2 separate regions of the Pan troglodytes genome follow, and region 2 is linked to region 1. Evidence: chromatin contacts called from public Hi-C data. All regions are on one chromosome and are shown on one strand. Each heading gives the region's core, a stretch centred on a gene start, on an enhancer-like site or on the middle of the called end of the contact. The rest is flanking DNA. Distances are from core to core; before and after follow the strand shown.

What was found. Hi-C and Micro-C count contacts between places; a contact is called where the count stands out from the background.
Region 2: a Hi-C map of stem cell-derived neural progenitor cells shows a contact between it and region 1, with 5 times the contacts expected there. The contact joins the enhancer-like site here to the promoter of FLRT3 in region 1. A contact is called at or near these places in 2 of 7 Hi-C or Micro-C datasets (blood and stem cell-derived neural progenitor cells) and 1 of 1 datasets of contacts at active chromatin or transcription factors (stem cell-derived excitatory neurons).

Annotation. Positions count from the first base shown.
Region 1 is chr21:20,863,983-20,870,240 of NHGRI_mPanTro3-v2.0_pri, reverse strand. It overlaps FLRT3 (fibronectin leucine rich transmembrane protein 3), which reads left to right and starts at 3,053. Exons shown (of 2, transcript XM_001136869.6): 1 at 3,053-3,327. All of the region lies in intron 3 of MACROD2 (mono-ADP ribosylhydrolase 2), which reads right to left.
Region 2 is chr21:22,447,374-22,453,631 of NHGRI_mPanTro3-v2.0_pri, reverse strand. MACROD2 (mono-ADP ribosylhydrolase 2) reads right to left here. Exons shown (of 17, transcript XM_063803023.1): 11 at 835-897. The region is part of intron 1 of LOC134809177 (a long non-coding RNA gene); the gene reads left to right. Among named protein-coding and RNA genes, the nearest start is that of KIF16B, 640 kb to the left of the region's middle. Within about 2 kb of position 3,676, at least 4 of the 24 cell types and tissues checked have an H3K27ac peak or open chromatin away from gene starts, as enhancers often do. A contact at or near this core is called in stem cell-derived neural progenitor cells, where this site is marked.

The DNA.
Region 1 (6,258 bases), core at 1,804-4,303:
TAGATTCACAGGCTAGCCAACAAAACAGAACAAAATGCAAAACAGCAAACATCTTTTCAACCCAAAATATCTACTAGAACCCAACTAAGTGTTAAGTTCTGGGAACATGAGGTCATGAGATGTGTAAGTACAAGAGAAAAAAAAATCAATGAAATGCTCTTCTATTCCTGTCTTTTCCACTTCCATTTACTGACTATAAAATTACTTCAAAGGGAAATTTGAAAAATTCCAAAAATCTGTTATTGGCCCTGTACTACCTCCCTTTGTGTATTCTTCTCCCATTCTTAGTGTCCTTTTTGTTCCAGGTGCTTGGATGCCCCCCATCTTAAATAATGACAGCTATCGTCTTATTGAGCACTTACTATGAGTCAGGCACTGAGCTAACAGACTCAAAGAGATTAAGTAATTTGTCTACAGTCATGTGGCAAAGCCAACATGGAGCCCAGCTGCGCTAGTCTCTGAAGCCCATGTTCTTAAACTACCCAGGTCTACTACACTGGTTGTCCTCTACCCTGAGCCAAGTCCTTCCTGATATGAGAATCCACCTCCTCCCTTCCTATTACAGCCAAAAGGGTTTCATGCTAAAGATTGCCGGCATTCCATCCCCTTCAATCAAAACAGTCATCCCCTTATTGTAGCCAAAGTGCCTTAGAAAACAAAAGAGGAGGGCAAACTGAAGTAACTCATGATAACCTCATGTTTCCAGAGATTGTACATACTATTTCAAAGGGGGCACACATTATTATAAGTTCACCTTCAACTAGTAGCATTTCAGGTAGCTGATAAGAGCGGGAAGTGAAAAAATATGTATGCAGCAAAAGAGTATATATTTTTGGACAGAATAGGAGGCCAGAGATTCTCCTAAGAGTTTGCCTCCAAAGTCAGTACCCCAGTATAGAATATATTTTCACAATTTCTTTTCTTTTCCCATATTTTAATCCATAGCTTAAAAAGGGAAAAAAAGCAACAAAAAATAATTGGCATTCAATAAATCCTTGCTGCCTTTATTTGTCATGTGATGAAACCAAAGCCTAGGGCAACAAATATGAAGTCATATAACAAATGGCAGCCCAGGGAAGGGAAACCTCCGAACTGCTAACTCCCAGGCCAGTACAATTTATTTTTGATACCTATAACCCAATTCACCAATTGATCTTTCTTTTCTGTTTAAGGCCTGCTTGAATGAAGACAAAACTGATTAAATATGGCTATAAACCCACAGGAATTTGACCAGGCAAAAATTTCCTTTTTTAAACAGAACCAACTCCTATCTGAAAATGGCTTCTAGAAATAATTATTTAATAAAATAATTTAATCCATGTGTTTGTTTCATAGTAACAGAAAAATATCCACCTCCCTTTCCTCCCAAAATTCAGCTGCTGCATATCAGTTTAATTGTACTACCTAGCAGTTCAAAGAAATTGGCTTTTCAATGGACATTAGAATCTAAAAACTCCTAGATTTAATGGGTCTGTCCTCTGAGGCCCACAAAAGTGCAATCATAGAACAATAGGGTCAATACATTTCTTATCAAGGGTTCACCTACTTTGATATCACCCATTCTTGGAAGGGAACTCAGGTCAAACTGTTATCAAACAAATATATAAATAGATAAACTAAATGAAGCTAATGAAGAGACCACAGTCAAATAGTCCTGGGAAAGACTATTAGCTGGCCTTCTTCAGAAATAAACGTGCAGGGAAAAATTGAGAAAGCACAAAGGAGAAAGTCATGCACCTCTAAGGATAGAGCAAATAAAGATATTAGTTTAAGGCAACGGTCCTCCAGGTAAATATAAAAGCTAAGTTCTTACCACCAACATGAACAAGTGAAATACACTTATTTGATGGAAAACTTACGGGCACAAAGCAATTGTTGACCAAATAGCAGAAACCAGTCTACAAAAGTCATAATTAAAAATACAAGTATAATTCTGTTAATTAGGCATAGAAATTTATAATCTCCACGTCTTACAATTGTCCAGTGTTTATTCATGTACCTAAATTAAACTACAATAATTTCAATCCAGGCAAACCACCCTAGAAGACTTTTTTCTTAAGATGTTTATATCTAAACCCATGCCCAGATCAGCAAAAACATTTAGAAAGGAAAATATTCTATTAAATTTTTTAAAAACATTTTATTGGGGGATCGTTAAATATAAATAATCCATTTTAAATAATATAAACACATAGTAGAAGTACATAAAACATACCTTCATTTTCTAAAACATAGAGAACAGTAACTTCTTCCCCTCCAAAAGAACAGACCATTTAATACCATTTAAAAAAATCTTTTGGCATTCCTATTGCCCTTCCCATAACTAAATGAATCAGTGACACGTGTATATATATACATATATTGGAGATGGAGTTTCGTTCTTGTTGCCCAGGCTGGAGTGCAATGATGCAATCTTGGCTCACTGCAACCTCTGCCTCCCGGGTTCAAGTGATTCTCCTGCCTCAGCCTCCCAAACAGCTGGGATTACGGGCGCCCAGCTAATTTTTTCTACATGTTGGTCAGGCTGGTCTCGAACTCCTGACCTCTGGTGATCCTCCCACCTCGGCCTCCCAAAGTGCCGGAATTACAGGCGTGAGCCACCACACCCAGCCCTGATGTATATATTTGAATCTGCTTTTTATTCATATGTTGAATAAATATTCACAGTTGGGATTACTGGCATACATCTTCCACAATTATAACATTATTTTAGCTAGTGAATAATAAAACTAATTTGATTTTGGTTAACTTCTTTTCAATACAGATGGTTTAAAAATAAGACAAAGCCTGTCTTTTTCTATTGTGATCTTAAAAATATCTTTCTAACATGCTTTTTAAAAAAATACATAAGTATGCTACCACTGCCTTGTAGTAAACTTTAGAAAATGTTGAGATTCCAAAGGGCTGCCTACAAACCAAATGGCATCCTAGCTTTGGCAGGCTGATGCTTCATTTCGGCTGCTCTCGCCCCCTCTAGCGTTTGCAAAGCTCATCTGTCTGATTATCCAGTTACCTCACTGAACAAGATCTTGGCTAAGTCCTGCCCATCTATGACATCACCCCCTTCTTCAGCCACTGCGAGGTGAAGCTTTAAACTTCAGACTTGGAGGTGGGCTGTGTGCAGTAAACTGGAATGCTCTCCCTCGCTCACTCCTCAGTGTAGGAGTGATCTGAAGCAGGACAAGCTCAGCCTGCAGCTGCCGTGGGCTTTGTGTGGACTGGACGCAGAGCTTGGGAGACGGGGGAGGGCTATTACTCCAATTCACTGTCAATGGAATTACAGCTATAGCGGCAGTGTATATAGGATTGCTTTTTCTCGTCTTCCTGGTAAGTGTTTTCCATGTTTTTTCTTATGATTGTCCCAGAAAGTTTGCTTGGTTTTACTCTCTAGAAAGAAAGAAACGACTTGATACTATGAGAAATCCAAATAGGAACGTTTGCTCTGTCACCAGAACAAGCAATATATGTGCGTGCAAGCCAGCAATGAAAAATTTCACTATGATGGCTGAATGTAAGAAGTTTCTTAGAACCTTCTTTCATTTATAAAAGATAGTAAGTGGCTATTTTCTGTCTTGAGTAATTGCTATGTGAAAAGAGCCTTATGGAAAACAGCAAGTTGGAAAGTTCAATGTTAAATATTAAAGAATACAAGGAGATTCTTCACAGATAGAAAAGCAACTTGGTGTGTACTGTACGTGTGGTATGATCACCAATTGCTGTTTTTACAACTGTGAAAGAAAATCAATAATCCCTCAGCCCATGAGTACGCAGTACATGAAAAGCATACATCTTGCTCACAGCTAGCCGAGCTACTCCTGGAGACTTATGTGCCTCTGTAAAGGATTAACAGCTACACCTAGATTTTAAAGCTTGCACTGCTATCGTGCCTGAGCTGCTTCAAGCATTTCAGGCTTGCAAATCTCAACTAGTAAATTGAACTCAGAGGAGGGGGAGACACTCTTCCAAACCATATTCCCTCTTCAACAGAACGCCAAAATCCATTGCTTAGGCAAGTGAAGTATGTGACTAGCATAGTAAATGGCTAAGTCTACTCAGAAAAACTAACAAAGCTCACCCTGGAAGCTATGCCTGATGTATGCAGTGAGTTTGGGGTAGCAGGAAAGAAAAATAAATGAGTAGAGCCCTTATCAAGTGGGTTTTGCAGAGGATCCATTCTTTGCAACTTATAATAGGAAAATCTTATATTGGAAGAAATGCATTTATACTACAAAGCTTGAAAAAGTAGTTAAATGTATCTTCTCAAAAAATTTTGTTCACTGAATTAGGTCTGAAACAAAATGGTTGCATATAGGTAAAGAGTGCAACAGGCCCATCCATGTCTTCTCAACATCTGGGGGGTTTGTTTTTATTATTTTATTTAGAATTTAAAAGAAAAAAAATTGATTTTTTTTCAACTGTTAGTCCAAAATCTCTAATGGTTTTAATAACAAGGCTATTTTAAACATTCTTAATAAATCTGTCTATTAATAAATCTGTCTAAAATGCTCATCTATGTTATTTTATTATCCAGAAACAACATAAATAAAGCCACTAGAAAAGTCCTTCAGCTGTAGCAATGCCTTTCATTTATCTCTGACTGCATAAAAATATCCTGACCAGCCTAAACATAAAGAATACATTTGCTTATATTCAGGGAGAATCACTTATACTTGACCCAAAGTGACAGATGACTAATATTCATCTCTTCCGAAATGAGTAAAGAAAAATTAATCCTTTAAAAGTGCCGCAATCAATAATATCAACATTACCAACTACTACAAATATTAATGATAATATGCCAGGTTTTACCATGGGAAAATTAAATCAGAGATATGCCCCTTAGTTTGGACACATATATATACACACAGACAAACGCACATCTATTTATTACCCTGAAATAAAAACAGAGTTACAAAAACGCATAGATTTACTAAGAAAACTAAAATTTGATTTTTTGAAGAGCACAACCAAAACACATCAAGTCCAAGGATCAGCAAAATATTAGTGAATGAATAAACATAATGAATTCATTAATATTGCAGTTCTGTAAAACTGTCTACCAGTTACTAATTGGGTTTTTCATTTCGCTGCACCCCACCCTTTAAAATCAATTATGACTGGGTTCAAAATGCACAATTAAACACTTCCCAAACATAACGTTTGTGAAATATATAATTGGATAGCAAATAAAGTTTTTACAAAAAGAAGAAAAACAGTAAGAAAATTTGTCATAACTAAATGTGGCAGCAAAATAGAAGGTATGTTTCTTTTGCTTTCAAGTGTTAATTAAGGAGCCTACAATTCTATCAAAACTTTTTCAGAGCCAAATGAAGCAGTGTGAAATAAATTTGGTTGAAATCTTGTGGCTGTCAGACTTTGTTAGCAAGCTATTAATTATCTTTACCCCAGTTTCTTCTCTAGACTATATTGCCCAATCAAATAGAAACTCCAATTATGCTCAGCATCTCCTGCCTAGGGACACAAGACCCTAATGAACACTCAGTCTCTCTAGATGAAAAATACAATAATCAGCTTTAAACATGCAAGTGCATTGCAGAGAGATTTTTCTGTGCTTTTCTTGGCCACACACCCTAAGGCTTCCTCCTTTTTCTGGATTATTTTGAACAGTTTTAAGCCCTACAAAAATCAGTGCAGGGAATTGGCCTTGTCTTAATAATATGTTAATGTTTCTTCTTTCTTGCTTTTCATTTTTGATATGCCAATGTTCATACCAATATTAAATCTGGTCAATGAAAAACGTATTTGGTTTATAGTTGCCATTTCAGTCATTTCTTAACTTTTATGCCTCTTTTTAAGGTGGGTGGGCTATATAACAAAGAATGTGATTGATTAATGGCAAAATCCAGAGCTAACTTAAAAATTCTGAATAGATCCCCTTATATATTCTTTTATTCAAACCCATTTATTTAAAAAAAAAAGCATTAGAAATAACTGTTTAAATCAAATGAAGACTACCATAAATAAAGTCAACAATGGAAATAAGATTCAGTAAATTTTTCAAAGGCCATAATTTCTCCCCTCCGTCTTTCCTCCTTCCCCCTTCCCTCCCACCCCCCACCTTTTGCCCCAGAGGCCTTCACTGTTCTTCTCAACGGGAGGCTTTGTTGTAATTAAACCAGAGAAAAACGGGCCAGCAGCAGCCAACATCTGACTTGCGGCTTCTGAAAGCAGTGTTCTGGTAGAGTGTACCACCCCCCAGTGGGCAAAAACTCTACAGTAAAAATCTCTCAGCAATAT
Region 2 (6,258 bases), core at 2,427-4,926, 1.6 Mb before region 1:
CTCCATGGGGCTTATTAGAGTTGGGAGAATAACTGGGAAACTAAAGGGAACAGGGATTTTTATTTTTATTTTTTTGCTGGTTATGTTGGTGAGTGAATGATTGTGCCTACCATTCTTTTAAAGGAGAGCATGACTGAGTACAAAAATGGATAGGAAGAGCTAATAAATCACAGGTGACTTCAATCCCTTTTGAGCCTTAAGTGCTATTTTATTTTAAAATGTTCAATTTATAATCTACAGTGTGGAATATATAAACTTTCAATGGACACATCTGTCCTTTAGTGAACAGAGGGGGTGTCAGGAAGGGTTTAGATCTTACTTAGAGCTCTGTGTGTGGGGTAGTCAGGGCCATCGCACCATCTCCTGCAATATGCAGAGAAATAACCTGAAGCATAGCTCTTCAAAATTTAATGCAATACACTAAAGAACATTCTACTCACTGTGCAGGCCAAGCCTCTTCTTCATTTCCTTTCATCAGTTTTTATTTCATTTTTTCCCTCAAGCTAAATGTACTAATTTGAGCTTGACCTAACTCAGCCAAGCTCTGCCTTGGCACTTTCAACCTCCGCCCGTCCCTCTTAGAGCTTTGCCAGCCAAACTGTTATAGGGCAGAAAATTGAATTGGTGAATGAGATGTGAGAATGTGTCACTCTGTTTGAAAGCACTCAACTCATAGTTATCGGAGATGGTGGCTTCCTGAGGGAGACCCTGAATGAACACTGGAGTTCATCTGGTGAAATGTATAAGCATTTTCAGACAATAGCATTGAGTGAAGTTACTGTTCACCTCTGCAGATGAGGCCTAGGTGACTTCTCAAAAGAAATCTGAGCCTACCTGCATCTTGGCTCTGCCCTTCCATTTCTTCCACACTTTGCTTCTCCTCTGGACCGTTCTCATCTTTCAAGAAAACCACAGAGGAAAAAAAATGCATCAAGTCAATTTGTGAAATATCTCTTTACGGCTAATATGCAGCACTGAAATTAATTGTAACCAATGTAGCATGACTCCCCATAAAGCCAGGCAGAGAGATGAATCAGAGGCATGAAACAGAAAAATTACCTACATAAATAAGTGCATTTATACTCATCCCTTCTCACATGATTTGCTAGATGAAATGTTTAACTGCAGTAAACAAAATTCACTCAGCAGTCCCGGTAACAAGTCTCTCCTTGCTCGGCATTTCCCAAAATATAATAGAAACTTCAACTCCAGTCCACTTTTCTCCCTTGACTTAAGTAACATGCACTGTGTAAGGAAGGTTGGCTAAGTTTCTCACCCTTTATTTCTCTGTATGATATATGCTGCAAAAAAAAGGTCAATTTTCACTTAACTTCCATACGGCAGTCTAACATACCTATGCTATAAAATATTTTGTCTTGAACAGATTATGTTGGTTGAGTTTATGCTATCATATATAGCTATCTGAAAAATAACTGGTCAGGTGCAATGAAGGCTGTATATTAGCAACTATCTGAAACTTTCTTTTTTCTTAAAATAGCTACTATATCTGTGGATTTATCTGTAGAAATAATAAGCTTTTTGAAGGTTAAGTATAGGCATGGTTTTATAACTCATTGCTGGGAGGGTCTCCAAATTGCTTTTGGTTTGGAAAATGAAGCAAATAAAAATGATGAATTTATACAAAGACATAAGAATAAAGTATAAAACATATAGTGAAGTACAGAAAACAGAAGCAGAAGTTACCAACCAATATTCATGTGGGTTAAAGATGGCCACAAATGCTTTGTCTCTGAAGGAGTGGAGCCCATTCCTTCTCTTTAAGTCCTGACTGGCTGTGAAACTTCTTTAGACCAATGAAATATGGTGGAAGTGATATTCTGGGACCTACAAGCTACCCTGCAAGATCTGGCAGCCTCTACTTTCTCCCCCTGGGAAGCCAGTCCCCATGCTGTAAAGAAGTTGAAGCTGGCCTGCCAAATGGAGGGAGACACATGGAGAGAGGGAGAAAAGATGTGTGGGGAGCATGAAGGGCCAGACCTGTGAGCCAAGCCTTCTTGAACCTTTCCACCCTGCCAGCTGCCAACCAAATGCAGCTGAGCAGTGACCTCAGCCAGTGTCACAAGGAGCAGAAGAGACATCCAGCTGAGCCCTTTAAAAATTCCTGACCCACAAGCAGGACTGAATCACTTAACGTTGTCTTGCTTGAGTGCTTTGACCCGCCATCTCCTCCTCCTACCAACTCTTAATTCCGAGGCAAGAGAATCCTCCCAAGAGGAGGCCACTAGTAGCAGAGCTGAAACAAAAGCCTCAGAAGCAGTGGGGAAGCATTTTACCTGCAGCTCTGGAAAACAACCTATTGAAGAAAGTTTCAGATGGGGAAACATTTAGATTTGACCTAAATGGGGAAAAAAGTTTATAATAGAAGGACAAAAAAAGAAAAAAGAATGATACTCTGAGGTTGGCGAAGAATGCAGTCAATAAATATACGTACAGGATCCCCTGTGTTGGCTTAGCCCTGTGCCGTTTGTGACGGTGGACACAATATAACTACTTTTTTTTTTTTTATAGACACAGAGCCTTGCTGTGTTGTCCAGCCTGGAGTGCAGTGGCATGTTCATAGCTCACTGCAGGCTTTAACTCCTGGACTCAAGCGATCCTCCCACCTCAGCCTCCTGAGTAGCAGGGTCTACAAGGCACATGCCACCAAGCCTGACTAATTTTTTATTTTTTTGGAGAGAAAGGGTCTTGCTTTGTTGCCCAGGCTGGTTTTGAACTCCTGGCCTAAAGCAATCCTCCCACCTTAGCCTCCCAAACTGCTGGGATTACAGGCATAAGACACCACACCTGGCCTGAATATAATATGAGAACCTGGGGTGGCTCTGCATGCCACTTAAATTCAGTGTTCTAAATGGCATATTTACAAGTACTACATGATTATCTGATATTTTCCCTGTTCTGGTTCTCCATGAAGGAAACAGCATTGGCCTTTGCTTAGGGAGGAAATAGTCACTTCTGCTGTTCTTGCTGTCTTAACAAGGCCAAGTTGGTGCAGGAGCATGTGCCAAAAACTTAGCCAATATCTGTCCCTTTCCTCCCACCAAATGGACTCTGAGTCAAGCAGGAAAAATCTGCCAGCTTCTCTGTCTCCCTCAAAAGACAGACCTTTTAACACATTTCACAATAGCCATGAAGTTTGCAGGTGACAAGCTTCCTTTGAAATTACTCTGGTTACCACATCTTCTACAGAGTAGGGGTAGGGAGATTACTTATGAAGTGAGGAAGATAAGAAGGGAAAGAAAAACAGCAGTTAAATTACAGAAAGGTGAGGAATTGGTTCTAATAGTTGTAAATGCATAAGAAGGAAATCCATGGTCAGACCCTGAAATCCAGCTTTCTAATAGTAACAACCAGTCTGGCAGTTTACCTAGTCTACTGCTTCTGGGTTTTTACCCTTAGTTCCTTGTGTGCTACCCCCCTCCCTAGAACAGACATCTGAGTGGCATGCTTTTGTTTTCTCTTTGAGTCTCAGTGGCACTGTTTTCTATTTGCAGTATTTCTGCCCTGGGGAAGCAAACTCAAGAAACACTTGGCACGTTTATCACAGAGCAAATTCTTTCTAGAAGAATGCTGGATTTGCCATTCCAGTAACATGTCCTCAGATAAAAAGGTCCAGGTATATTGCTTTCATCAATTTCCAAGACAGTGCATCCTCAAATCCAGCAGGGGGAACCAATGTAGAAGGCTTATTTTCCAAGCCCAGCATATGCATTCTTGGGCAATTAGATTAGTCATTCATTTCATTCTTTTAGAAGGACATTTTGGCTGGCTTATAACTTTCCATCCATTTTAAATGCTGCAAATGGGTGAGTTCTTAGTGAAATAGGGGGCTTCCACTGGTAGAAAAAGCAAGGCACATTAACACAGTTACCCGTAAGTCTTTGATAAGGACAAGCTTTCTTTTTTATCAGCCTTGTCTGTCTAGCTATCGTCACAGGAAGCACATAAACAATAAAAAGTTAAGTAGAGGGATGTGTAAACTTGAGGTTTTTAGAAGGGATTTTAAAAGCCTTACAATAACGGTGAAGAAATATAGGGAAGTGCGAGGCTATTTTGTTAGCTTAAATAATGCCACATAGAAGCTAAATGTTCTCAGTTAATATTCCTTTAAGATCACATATTTACTTCAGATGATAAATTTCCATAGCATTCATGTCGAGTGTGATATAACACTTTACTTTCCCATGCTGAAAAAGCACAGAAACCTGTGAGAATTCTACTGGTTGTGTCCTTCTAATTTCTCCCATATTAGTACTCTGCCTCCTACTCTTTCAACCAATATTTATCGAATGTGTACTGTTTGCAAAAACATTGCAGAAATTTTATAGAAATAAAATAAGAGGCTCCTGCTGCAACGTGACTATGATAAGAAAGCAGTCCATGTTTGACTCTACATGGGAGAGTTTTGTAAGGGCAAAATCTCAACAACATGATCACGGATTGCTATCCTGATATTTGTAGTTCCTTTTGTGAACGCTACATGGTGATAGGAAGATAAACAAGACATAAGTCTAAATAAATCCATCGCTATACTGGGGAAACAATCTGATGTGTACTTCCTGCTGGTATACTGCTGTCTTTTCTTCTAAAGGTCTATAGATTTCTGGGCACAGACAGACTACGGACAATTCAAAACCAGTGCTTTGCAGATTAGATTATTGGTCTTAATTCTTCAGTCCCCTATAATAAGATTGTGTGTATATGTGTATATATATATATAAAATCAGTGTCCTCCCACTGTGAGCAGAGAATATTTCCATGCCATTGATGTTGGACTTGACCATGAGACTTAATTTAGCTAATGAAATGCTAGTGGAGAGAATGTGAGCAAAGGATTTACATGGGCTGCATAAAAGGATTTGTTGCTTGTGTTCCTGACATTTGCCATGACAAGAAGATGCCCCTGTAGCTCTTGGCTTAAGGAGGATGAGAGATACATGGAGCAAGTTTGAACCCAAGTCACAGTCTGGAACCAAGCCCAAGCAACTCACAGCTTGCAGTAGAACCACCCCACTGAGCCCAGCCTACATCAGCTGAACCATAGTCATCTTACAGACCTGTGAGCATGAGAATAAATATTTTTGTTGTAGGGGACTGCATTTTGGGGTGATTTATTGCACAGCATTATTATGGCAATAGCTGATTAATACACATGTTTATTTTTGTCAGCTCAGGAAGGCTTTAAGTTAACTTTAAAAAAAATTAGCACTCTTTTATAAAAAAATCTAGTCTTTAATTTTGTATTTCCCCATCTATATTTTCATCTCATATGTTCCAAAATTCTCTAGAAGGTACATATTTGAAAAGTAAAATTAGCTGATATAACAGAGGAATGCTCTTAAAGAGTCTGCACTGCCATCAATATAATGATGTTTATGGTTTATTTAACTATAGAGCTCTATGAGCAACAGAATATTAGCTAATACCAGCTAACACTTATTGAATATTGCATATGTTCCACTCAGTGTCTAAATGCTTTGCAAAGGTTATCAAACTTCATTCTCATAAAAACTGCACGAGGCAGGTATTATTATCTGCATTTCATGGATGAGACAACTGAGACACAGGCGTGTTAAGATTCCACAGCTAGCAAGTGATGGCAGCAGGGGACAGTTTCAACCCAGCCTTAGCTGATGTTGGGGCCTATTACTGCCTACTTAGAAATGTAACTATTTATTGTCTGGGTAAGATATGTAAATTATGAAACAGCAAAAATGTGGGAAATGATAATCTCATCTGGATTAACTCAATTAACATTGAACACAACATATATTGAGAATCAAACCCCTCTGGCACTCATATCAAGTGAGTGCAGTGCTACAACTCTAAAGTTTTGTGTTTATTGCTAAAGGTATTTTTATTCTGGAATAATTTTAAGCAACAGAAAGTTGCAAGAACAGGACAAGAACTTTTTTTTCCTGAACCATTTGAGAGTAAGTTGCAGACATAATCACGTCCTAATCATGCCCATCAGCCTTGAATACTTTAGTATATATTTTCTACAAACAAGGACATTCTTTTTCATAACCACAATACAACCATCCAGATCAAAAGATTAACATAGATGACATTCCTGCTATCTAAGCTACAGATCACATTTGTGTTTCGCCAATTTTCAAGAATAACCTAACAGCAATCTAGGATCATACAGCATTCAGTTGTTGTGTCTCTTTAGTTCACAGTAGTCTGGGACAGAGAAGCCCTTCCGACTCTGTCCAAACTCTGTGACCCCTCAGCACC